4 separate regions of the Mus musculus genome follow, and regions 1, 2 and 4 are each linked to region 3. A link is a contact called in public HiChIP or PLAC-seq and promoter capture Hi-C data. All regions are on one chromosome and are shown on one strand. The core of a region is the stretch at or near the end of the contact, and the rest is flanking DNA. Distances in the headings are between cores, read along the strand shown.

The links. Promoter capture Hi-C pulls out the DNA fragments that hold promoters and counts their contacts. HiChIP or PLAC-seq counts read pairs in DNA pulled down with a chosen protein or histone mark.
Region 1: a contact with region 3 is called in a promoter capture Hi-C map of second pharyngeal arch cranial neural crest. The contact joins the enhancer-like site here to the promoter of Mtdh in region 3. A contact is called at or near these places in 7 of 39 promoter capture datasets (the 3T3-L1 cell line, cranial neural crest, hippocampal neurons and 3 more) and 3 of 115 datasets of contacts at active chromatin or transcription factors (cardiomyocytes, forebrain and stem cell-derived neural progenitor cells).
Region 2: a contact with region 3 is called in an H3K4me3 HiChIP or PLAC-seq map of pro-B cells, with 6 times the contacts expected there. The contact joins the promoter of Sema5a here to the promoter of Mtdh in region 3. A contact is called at or near these places in 2 of 39 promoter capture datasets (hippocampal neurons and liver) and 3 of 115 datasets of contacts at active chromatin or transcription factors (embryonic stem cells, pro-B cells and stem cell-derived neural progenitor cells).
Region 4: a promoter capture Hi-C map of liver shows a contact between it and region 3, with 4 times the contacts expected there. The contact joins the enhancer-like site here to the promoter of Mtdh in region 3. A contact is called at or near these places in 5 of 39 promoter capture datasets (the 3T3-L1 cell line, cranial neural crest, liver and 1 more) and 2 of 115 datasets of contacts at active chromatin or transcription factors (the NIH/3T3 cell line and astrocytes).

Annotation. Positions count from the first base shown.
Region 1 is chr15:32,942,639-32,945,338 of GRCm38.p6, reverse strand. All of the region lies in intron 1 of Sdc2 (syndecan 2), which reads right to left. Among named protein-coding and RNA genes, the nearest start is that of Sdc2, 23 kb to the right of the region's middle. Within about 2 kb of position 1,433, at least 42 of the 459 cell types and tissues checked have an H3K27ac peak or open chromatin away from gene starts, as enhancers often do. A contact at or near this core is called in second pharyngeal arch cranial neural crest, where this site is marked.
Region 2 is chr15:32,243,496-32,246,195 of GRCm38.p6, reverse strand. It overlaps Sema5a (sema domain, seven thrombospondin repeats (type 1 and type 1-like), transmembrane domain (TM) and short cytoplasmic domain, (semaphorin) 5A), which reads right to left and starts at 1,383. Exons shown (of 23, transcript NM_009154.2): 1 at 897-1,383. Snhg18 (small nucleolar RNA host gene 18) reads left to right here and starts at 1,534. Exons shown (of 2, transcript NR_038186.1): 1 at 1,534-1,814.
Region 3 is chr15:34,081,379-34,084,078 of GRCm38.p6, reverse strand. Mtdh (metadherin) reads right to left here and starts at 1,360. Exons shown (of 12, transcript NM_026002.5): 1 at 666-1,360. The coding sequence starts at 1,043. It overlaps Gm41291, which reads left to right and starts at 853. Exons shown (of 1, transcript XM_011245387.3): 1 at 853-2,337. The coding sequence starts at 1,072. The coding sequence ends at 1,605.
Region 4 is chr15:32,965,752-32,968,451 of GRCm38.p6, reverse strand. The region is part of intron 1 of Sdc2 (syndecan 2); the gene reads right to left. Among named protein-coding and RNA genes, the nearest start is that of Sdc2, 46 kb to the right of the region's middle. Within about 2 kb of position 1,436, at least 6 of the 459 cell types and tissues checked have an H3K27ac peak or open chromatin away from gene starts, as enhancers often do. A contact at or near this core is called in liver, where this site is marked.

The sequences.
Region 1 (2,700 bases), core at 184-2,683, 1.1 Mb after region 3:
CCATGTTTCCAGGCCCTGTGCTTTTCTTATGTTCCAAAAATATGTTTTTGTTATTTTAACTATATATGGGAATGCGCACATGTGTGCAGATGCCCTTGGAGGCAGGAGACATTAAATCTCTGGGTGCTAGAGTTACAGGAGATTGTGAGTCCAGAAATGTAGCTGCTGGGAACTGAACTCAGGTCTTCTGCAAGAGCAGTATGTATTCTTAACCATGTCTCCAGCTTCCATAATGCTTTCTCCAGTGTTTCTTCTCTAAGGTCAGTTTTCAAAAGCATGAATGATTATCTCAAGGTAAAGATAACAACTTCAGACATGTGGTACTTCAGCTCTAACTGGGGAATGGGAAAACATGATTTTTCTCTGTGGTAGTTGAATTAAAATGGACTCCATAGGCTCATATATTTGAATGCTTGGTCCCCAGTGAGTGAAACTATTTGGGAAGGACTGGGAATGTGTCCTTGTTGAAGGAGGAGTGCCATGGGGGCTGGGCTTTGAGATTTCAATAGCTTGTGTTATTCCCAATTTGCACACTCTCTTTGCCTCAAGCATGTGGGAAAAAAAATGTTAAGTTCTCAGCTACTATCCTGTGCCATGTGTTCCTGCCTGTTCCTATGCTCCCCACTATGATGGTCACAGACTCATCCTCTGAAACTTTAAGTGCCCATTAAATGCGTTCTTCTCTAAGTTGCCATGGTCATACTATACTGTCTCTCTTCATAGCAGTGGAAAAATGACTAAGCTGGTAACTTAACTTCTCTGAGCCTCTGTCCTCCTCAGCTGCTCAAGCCCTCCTGGTCCAGTCCTTTCCCCCAATGTCCGCCACCAGGTCTGCAAAGACAAATACTATTTGCCAGGTCTTCTTCAGCTTTGGCTCAAGGCTACTTCAAATTCAGTCTCCCAAAGAGCCACCTTCTTTTATCCTCTACATTTTCTGGGCTTTAGTCCTTGGTTGTCCCTGGAAGAGTCTTTTGTTTTAAAAAAAAAAAAAAAAACAAAAAAAAAAAAACAAAAAAAAAAACAGCCCTGAAGTTCCCAGGGGCTGAGGGTTAATGCAGGTCTCTTAGAGCCGGATGTGCATAATCAGACTCAGACAGCAGCTGCTGAGCTGGAGCTAATCCTTAGAGGACTGCTCAGCCCTCCTTGTTCTCTGGAAGTGAGATTGCCTGTCACCAGGCCTGCTCCAGCTGCTGGCCTGTATGTTTTCAGGACACTGCAAACAACATCCTCTGTGAACTCCACTCTCAAAATGCCAACAGATTTCTGTTTTGCTTTATCAAGCTGCCTCTCCAGATTCAAGGACTTCAAACAGAAGTCTGGTTGGGGTCCATACACTAAATATCATATATAAATGATGTGGGGGTGGGAAAGGTACCTAGAGAGCCGTGGATGTGAACGTCTGTTAACAGACCTCTTACTGTGCCTGTGTTCACATGGACAGGCAGTATTCTACACAACATTAAAGGTGAGTGAAGCATCCAAAGTCACCACTAAATATATAGCTCAGACACTACTTCCTAACCCCAATGGAATGTCCCCCTGACACTGTAATGCCTCTCCAATCCAATCCCATGGTACGCAAGAATAAAAATGATTTGGTTTTGTTCTCTTGGAAATATAACTAACAACTTAGCTTTAGCGAAAATGTTTTCTTCTTGTAGGTTTGGGAGAAGGATTTGCAGGATGCATTTTAAAAATAAGGTCATCATTACAAAGTTTTCTTGGCTGGATTCTTAGATCAACTATAATTAGCACAACTCACCGTGTGCCAGGAAGTCTCTCGAGAAAATAAAAGTTTGCTTGAGAACCAGTCAGTTCTAGGTAACAACTATGTACTAAATTTGTCAAATTAGGGGCCAGCATAACTCATGAGAGACTACGTGTTTGTTCGTATAGTTAATATTATATTACTGCTTCTAGCATACAAACAATTCAAACTCCATTATGATTTTAAAATATTTTTCCATGTTAAGCATAAATTTAGACAATTTGGTGACCGAGACTCCTGAAGCAAAAGTGTTATCTTTAATGATTCAATGGAATTAGATTCTTATTTAGTTGTAAATATTTGAAGAGTTCCCAGATCTCTATACAAATTACATTTTAAGTATTTATTTTTATTACGTTTTCTTTATATGCATGCACCTGTGTGAATGTGTGCTACCCGTGCATAGGTTCTAGAGTGGGAATTACAGGTAGCTGTGAGAGCTGTTGTGAGTGTGGAGAGCCAAGCTCAGAGAAGACATGCACACTCTTAATGGCTGAGCCACCTCTTCATCTGAAGCTTCAGCCCTTTTCAATTGCACATTCTTTGTTAGACGTTCACACTAATGAATACATAGAATTTTGAAATCTTTTGAGAAGCGCCTTGAGACTTAAGAATCCATATTAAATAAATTCCAGTCATAAATTATATTTTAGAATTTGAAGACTTCATTAAAGACAGTGAGGAGGGAAAAATAGATTTGCAAATCTACTAGACAGTTATCTGGAGAATGGGAAAAGTTGCTCTTATCACACAGAAATCATAAGCACCAAGCTGCTTCTGTTTCTGCTTCTGCTTCCGCTTCCGCTTCCGCTTCCGCTTCCTCTTCCGCTTCTGCAGCCTGGTTCCCAACAGAGTTCTGCCACTGTGCTTGGCCCCACAGAGCCTGGCAGCTCTCAAAGAAGACAGACACATTGTTGCTTCTGTTCGGTCTC
Region 2 (2,700 bases), core at 134-2,633, 1.8 Mb after region 3:
CTCTTGGCGCCCCCTGCCGGGAATCTCCGGGACGCCGCAGGCGCAGGAAAGTTAAAACCCAACTCAAGGCAACCGCATCCAGGTACAAACAACAAAAAAGGACGTGAAAGCGCTTCCCGCCAAAGCCCGGGGCGGGAGGTGAGGGGTACCGGGACCGGGACCTACCCGCTCTGGGCCCAATTCCAAGGGCGATCGCCGGAGATCACTCCCCTCCAACAGTTCCTCGGAATATCCTGAGCACCGATCTTCTCCTGGCCCCAGACCGTGAACCCGGGTATGAAATGCGTGCGGCTGGGCTGCCCGCAGACGGGGGCTCTGCGATTGGAGCTCATCCTGCTGAAGCCCCAGGCTTCGCCATCCCTGCCTTAGTCTTCCTCAGCAAAACACCCTGGCGGAGTTGTGCCCTGGTCCCACTAACCCCAGATTTTCACGAACACCGCAGAGCCCCTGTGCAGAGAGCAGGAAAATAAATGTCCCCTAGTCCACCGTGCAGGGAGGTAGGCGATTCCGACCACCAATCCCGGTTCCAGATCCCACCAAGCAAGCCTGGCCTAGCGCGGATTACGCACACAGATCTCCACGGGTACCTGAAAGGTGCTGGCCGAGGTGCAGGCTTGCCCACTGACCGGTCGCACACCCGGACCTTCTCAATCCACGCTCGTATCCAGGGAAAGGCTAAGACACAAACTTCCAGCCCGTGCACTATCTCCACTGCGACCGCCCCCGCTTTGATGGTAGTCCTGCACGCGCCTCTGCCAGGTTGTCCCCACCCAGGTGTCTGCAGAGTGACCCTACCAGAGACTTACACCACCCGCAAATGGACCAGTGCCGAGTCCAGTTCACACGTGCAGGGTCTCAGCTATGACACTCAGGGACTCTGCGGGGAGAGAGCTCACCAGATGCCGGGCGCGTTCCTCCTGCTAGTCATCCAGCGCCCCGGGGCCCGGAGCTGCTCCAAGGGTCCTCTTCAGTGTACTACGAGGGAAGTCGAGGCAGCCGCCACCACTGCACCCCGCCACTTCTCCAGAGCTATCCTCCTCTCGCAGCGCGCCAGGCTGGGGACCAGCTAGTCTGCCGGAGTCTCCAGTTGTGCAGCTGAGTGGACAGGCTCGCGCCGAGAGAGGGCGACCGGTGAGGTGGCAAAGTTGGGTACCCTCTGCTTAGTAGCTGCGCGTGGGAACCAAGAACACCCCCAAAAAGGATTGCACGTGCCGGGACGCCCCCGCAGTGGGAAGGTGGGATACAGAGGTCGCCACAAGGCTGGGGCCACCGTCAGCCAAGGGCTGAGGAGCCCACCCGCGGCGGGAGCGCAGCGCGCGCGGGAGTGGGCACAGCGTGAGCAGCCGCTGCTGACGCCGCCTTCCTAGCGAGTAGACCAGCGCTGGGTGAGCGGGCCCAGAGCTCGGGGCGGGGAGCACAGGACCGCCTCGCCTCGCCCCGCCCCCGCCCCGCCCCCTCCGCCGCACCTCCCCTACTCCGCCCCTCCCGCGTGCAAACTGAGCGCCCCACCCACCCCTGACCTTCCCAGGCCCCTCCTCTAGCCCCGCCTCTTCCCGAGATGGGACCCCCAAACACTCCCCAGGGGGCTCTCTACACACCCCAGGAGTTCTATTTGTGCCACCAGAGTGCAAGCTCACCCAACTGGTGACTTTTTTCGAACTCCCTTCCTCGCCTGGAAGAGACCTTCTTTGGCTACCCGCCCCTTGCCCGGTGGCTCCTACGTGGCTACTTTGCAGGATGGGCTGTATAAAGGGCTGGAGGCAGTTCAACCCAAACCAGAGACGTGGCGTCTGCTAGGCCTGCCTAAGCTCCAGGTAAGTGCGTGCCCCCGGCGGATCGCGGGTGGGAAGAAAGTGGAAGTTTAAGATTCAGTTCTTCTGTGTCATCATAAGAAGACTGGGGTGTGCTTTGGGGGTGGTGAGGGGCCCGCCGCGGATTCTTACAGGCGAGCTGGGCCCAGCAAGGCTCTCAGTTCTTGAAAAGGATAGATCAGAGAAATGAATAAATCTGCCATCCAAGGAAATAGAGCAAGAGGTTCCCAAGTAGCCCTAATGGGAATTAGGAGAGGGTTACCTCATGGACAGAAACAGCTGGGCTAATTGGTACTCCGCAAGTATCTTGGGAGTTTACTGAGTGAGCATGGGGGCAAAAAGTTTATCTTGGAACGCAAAGTAAATGCCTTGGGAAGGCAGCTTTATTGACGCGTTGTTCAGTTCTCCTTCTAAGGAAGTGATCAACTCACCAAGTTCTAAACAACATACAAGGTTGTGAAGAGGGGAAATTACAGGATAAAGTCAGAAACCGTGGATCCCTGCCCCTACAGCCATGCTTGGCGATCCTTTTCCCTCAGGATAGGGTAAAGGAACGATGTCTTCAGGTTTTCCTCCCATATCGGGCCTTGTTGGTGGCCTCGGGTGCTTTTGCATAAGGAACCTCATCAATGAGTTTCTTAGCTGCAAGACCTAAGGATGTTCCCATTTGCCACAATCACATCCTGGTATTGGCAGGTTGCAAATGTGCCCTGGTAGGGGATAGGGGCGCCGGTGACAGTTCGGGGCCTCTGTGAGGGTTCCATGATGCTAAACAGGGACCGGGTAATAGCTGGAATGTGTCACCGCTCATCCAGGACCACAGAGATTCAAGAGGAGGTGAATAGAAGCACAAGTTGCCACCAATTTGTTGTGTCTGTCACCTTCAAAT
Region 3 (2,700 bases), core at 111-2,610:
AGCATTTTAATCTGTCACCTCTTTATGCTTTATTAAAAAACAAAAAAGTCTTCCACATCCTTTGACTGTACTATAGACTACTTTGCTGTACTTGCCTTATGTTTTTCTCGGGGCCATATATCCCGAAGGCGTATTAGATCGCCAGCTCCCTTTTGCCCAGTTCCTGTACCAGCAACCCAATGGCCACACTCACCAGGATAAGACAGGGTAACCATTTCCCTTTAACATTTCCAACTAAGATGAGTATGGCTTGATCTGAACACCTGTAATCCTCTTTAAGCCAGTTTTTAGGTCACCCCTATCTTCCGTGACGGTCTCAGGTCTCAACGTGGCTTGAGATAGACATCTCTCTCTACCGGGCAGTCTTTTCAGAACTTCCCAACGTCACTGTAAGGTCCCATTAACCTCCACATGCAGCCTACTTTCTTTCACAGGCCTCTAGGAAGGATCTGCTTTTGGGGAAACCAAGGTTCTCATATGATGGCTGTAAGTTTGGTCACTTTTATTTATACCTACCCCTGGAGTTAATTTCCATTCAGGAAAACGCGACTTTCCTACTGGTTCTTACACTTTCCGACTTCCCCCTTCTCAAGGAACGTGTTCACCTACCACCTCGACCTGAGCTCTCGCTTCCCTTGACCACCGGGCTCCTCGCCACTACTCACTTTGGGCTTTTCAGGAAGCTTCTTCCGGTTCTTCTTCTTTTGCTCCTCGCTTCTGAGATTCTTCAGCTGGGCTAGGTCGTCGGGGGCCGGAGTCGGCGGGGCCGCCTCCTCCCGTTTGCGGGGCGGGCTCCTTCGCTTCTTGCGGGCGCCGGCGCAAGCCGCGGCCCAGCCGTAACCTAGAAGGAAGAGCAGGAGCAGCCCGAGAGCGCCGGTGCCCACCAGGATCACCCAGCCCGGGTACCGCTTCGGCTCTAGCCCCAGGTCGAGGCCCAACTCCGTGCGCAGAAAACCTAGGCCGACCGAGAGCAACTCCCGCAGCCGGGCAGAGCCCTCCTCGGCCTGCTGGGCCAGCTCGTCCTGCCAGCTTCGTGCAGCCATCTTCCCTCCCGTCAGAGAGACTCGCGGGATGACGCCGGGGAGCGGAGCCGCCGCTGGAACAGTCGTGGGAGGCGACAGGGCCGCGACACCTCAGGCCGAGCGCATCGCGGCCAACCCTCACGCCGGAGTAGGGGATAGAGGGCCGCCGCCGCCACGGGGAGAGCCAAAGGTTCCCAGTCTCCGCAGCCGGCCTCACGCCGCCGCCACCAGGAGGACACGGGGCGGCGGGGACAGAGTGTCTCCAGAGGCGGCCGCTAAGCGGCGTCGGGGCGCCAGCGCCAGGACCCGCTGTCCTCCCCCGGCGGAACAATGGCGGCTCCGGCCGCGATCCACGCTGCGCGCGGAGGCCGGTCGGGTCACGTGGAGGCTGTGGGCGGGGCATGCGTCACATGGGGCGATGGGCGGGGCCGGGCGGACTCTAGTCTTGGAGTGGGGTCTCCTTGAGCTGTGTGGGTTTGGAGGCTTGGGGCGACTCGGAGCTTGCGAAGCGGGAGCTAGAAATCTGACGGTGGAACTCCTTCAGGCTCGGGCTTTCTGGATGCTGAGAGGGATTCAGGTGTGAGGCCTGCGCACGAGCAAGGCGGCCAAACCCATCGGAGTATGAGCAGGCTTTCCGCTCTCTTTCCTGCAGTGGTGGTGCAGTGGACCGGCTTTTTCTCCCTAGGTCAGGGGCCAGTTGGATGCTTCCAGAGGGAGCTCGGTGGACTCTGAGGCAGCGAGCACGTGTAATTCACATCCGAGTATTTCTTCGGGGCGGACTAGCATATTAACGTTTGCCAACGTTTGCGTCTGTTCTGTCGTTCACTCCTGCTGTCTGTTGTCAGGCTCCAGATTTAAAAAGTCGGCAAACCCGTGGGAGGCACTATTATTTTTCTACTGATTTGTAGCCTTAATAGGAAATATTGAGAGGAAGCCCTTAGACTGTATTTATATGCAAGAGAAGCATATTATTTTAAGCTTTTATACAACCCCAAAAGAATTGCAATTTTTGAATGCTTGTGTTGTCCAACAGTCAAATGTAGCATTAGAAGGAAACTAGGTGGGTTGGGGAATGTCGCTCAGCAATAGAACATGCTTACTGAACATATGCAAGGCTCTGGCGTCGATTCCTAGCACCAAAAATAAAGAGCTGAGGCGCTTCTTCCCTTCTTAATTTTAAAAATGCTTGAGGACTACCCTACTATTTGTATTTTGACTTTGCGGTAAGGAAACAGTGTCTATAATTAAATGTTAATTAGCATGTAAGCAGCTGAAGTAAATACAAACTAAAAACCTATTCATGTATTTTGACCCATCAGTATTGTAATGAGTCTTGTGATTAATGGGTGGAATAGAGTTTTATACGTAATAAGCTACTCTTGCTAAGCTTTTTTGCAGACTTATAATTAAGGGCTAAGTTATAAAGGCCAGAACCTTAAAATGAGATCTGCATGACCTCTAAAATTAACAAATTCCATTCATATTTTTGGAATAAGATTTATAACCCCACCTATTTGGGTTGGTCATAGTTTTTCTAAGAAGTTCTACTGATCGTTTTAGATCATCACCTGTGGATTTATGAATTAGAGAATTACAGAAATTGTAGGTTAGCATACTAGTCCCTTTGACAGTCTAGCAAGTAAATGATTTAGTAAGATCAGGTCATCTTGTAGTTTTT
Region 4 (2,700 bases), core at 187-2,686, 1.1 Mb after region 3:
AGCCTGAGACACAAGCAGACTTTCCACAGGTGGCAAGCACCATCACTGAAACATTGTCAGCTCAAAGCTTCAAGCTATAGTAACAAATTGAAACTGGTCAGCATCTCCTCTCAACTCAGATATGAGACTATTCACTCTGACACAAAGGTTTTGCAAATCAATAGACCATTTAGAAGTGGCCTGTTTTCATTCTAACACAGTTGCTTTTTAAAAACTGTCACACCTAATATAGCAGGCTCCAGGGTCTGTGGAAGTGCCAGTTCAGAAAAGCTTTGCTTATTGTGATGGTTACCATTGGCAGAGGAAGTTCACAGCAGGATGCTCACCAGGTCCATAAATCAATATATAGAAATCCAAACCAAAGGCTTGTTTAGCTCCTCTTACTAAAAGCATTTTTAATTCCACAAAGGAATCAGAAGCCAGAGACTGTAACCTGGTTAGAGAGCTAACTGCTCTGATGAATCTTTATTGAAACACTTGAAGAACTCATTCACACAAGATCCTGTTTCATATACCAGCTTTTATCTTTCAGCTGCAAAGCTGATATAATTCAGCTCCTCACTGTTAAAATTGCTATCCCTTTGTACTTCAGCCTAAACCAATGGCACAGCTCCTTACGGAACAGAAAAATTTATTATACACACTACACAACACCGCCCTTTTTGTTCCTTCTATCCCAGTTAATGATTGCGGCAACCCATACAGAGAAGCAAATGGAATGTCTTCTGCAAGACAGCCAGCCTTGCCTTCCCCAGACACATCTCATGACTCCTTTGTCTGCTTTGACAAATCTTAGTAAGGGCATGTTTGTGGATGTAGTCAAGGCTATGGCCCATCTTCTCCACAAAGCAAACATCTGTACCATTCTACTATTTCAGGGAATTGGTTCAGTGGCCTTCAGTACATTTAGGGTTCATGGTCCCAACTAAAATATCCCTCCAAGTTCAATCTCTAGTCCTGGATTATATGGAGTATCTATGAGGCTCTATTACCAGACCTGCAGAGGAACGGATTTAAAAGCTTGCCTTTTGAAAACATCTCAATGAATGACAAATGAAAAACAAAACAAAACAAAACACCAACACCAAACAAACAAACAAACAAAAAACACTTTGGAATTTCTCAACAGTTCTCATCTGCCCATACCATCAGCCCTAGAAAAGTTCTACCTTGAATTTCTGCTTGCTGTTACTCTCTTACATGAACAGCCTCTGAGGGTTCCTTAGCATCCCTGATGGGGTCTCCAGGGTACAGCACTAAACTGCACTTATCTGAATACTACACTGCAAGCTGTAGGCACTGCCATCTGAGGCATGGTTTCATAAAGCGTGGTTCCAACATTCCAAGCTCACTTAGGTGCCTGGTGGCAATGCAGATCGCAGGAGATACACTAATCCCAGAACAGAACAGAGTTTGTCCACACTGAACAGAGTTTCAGGGTAGAAAAAAGCAGGACTATGGATGATTACATAGTTCACTGGATTCTAGGGCATCTGCAGCTCTACAGAGATCAATATTCCACTGAAACATGGTTATGCTTCTGTTACCACAGTCTTTTCAAGTGCCATGGATTCATCCTTGCCTTGGACTTGGTCCTGACTCCCACTGCTGTAAGAGAATCATCTCCCCTCTCTTTGTCTATATCTTACACTTTTCAAATGACCTACATCAAACTCCTTTATTCCTGGATACAGTTTCTAGTCTTGTTTCTCTCTCATTTAAGTTTTGTCTGAATTCTGACATCAGAATGACTTCAGTAGGGAGGGGAAAAGGGAGAAATTGTCAAAATTATCAGTCATGGAATAGGCTAAGAGCTGTAAAATTCAGAGAACTGGCAGTGATTTTGTGTGTGTGAAAAATCAGAATTCAAGAAACAATATACGTAAACAGAACTCTCACAAGACACCAATGACTTGACTATCAAACATTTATTTAAAACAATAACAAAAAACAAAACAAAACAAAACAAAACAAACAACAACAACAACAAAAAAACTAAAATATTCCCAGAACTGTTTCCTAGGCAGAGAAGAGTTGAAATAGTAAAACCTATCTCTTAGCTAATGCAGGAGTCAAAGCAGCCAAGCTAGCCAACTTAGCCCATCAGGATATACTGGTAACAGTCGACAGCTCAGTGAACTTAAAGAAGGCATGCACCTCTGCCCCTCCCCAGATCACTTATGTGACATCATGAAGTGATAGGCCCATAAAATGCAGGGCAGCCTTCAAATAATGCATAATAACAAACTGTAAAAAATATACAATTATGTTCCTTAATTATCTATAAACCAGATGATAATTATACTAAATGAGGTTGTCTATAACATTCATGTGCTTTAAAAATCTACAATTGCTTCATCTATTGTAAGTGGGTATAATTATCTCTAAGCCCATTCATATACTAAGTAAATTTTTTAAAAAGCTACAGAATTTCCTAGGGCTGCTGCTGCTCTGAGCAAAGTACAGCAGGCATATCACGATGAATGAGGAAGCTCTGGCCCTTGGGAAGTTCACACAGCCATGTAGGAGAAATATAAGAAAGACAAATGAGGAATATGGTCACCGTTCTCACTATTATTCTGTGTAGAAAAAAAATGTTCTGCACTGAAGAAGAGAAGAAATTATTTAATAAATAGATTTAGTTAAGCCATGGATTCACCTTGAAATCCCAAGCAGGACCTGTACACCCTTGAGTTCTCA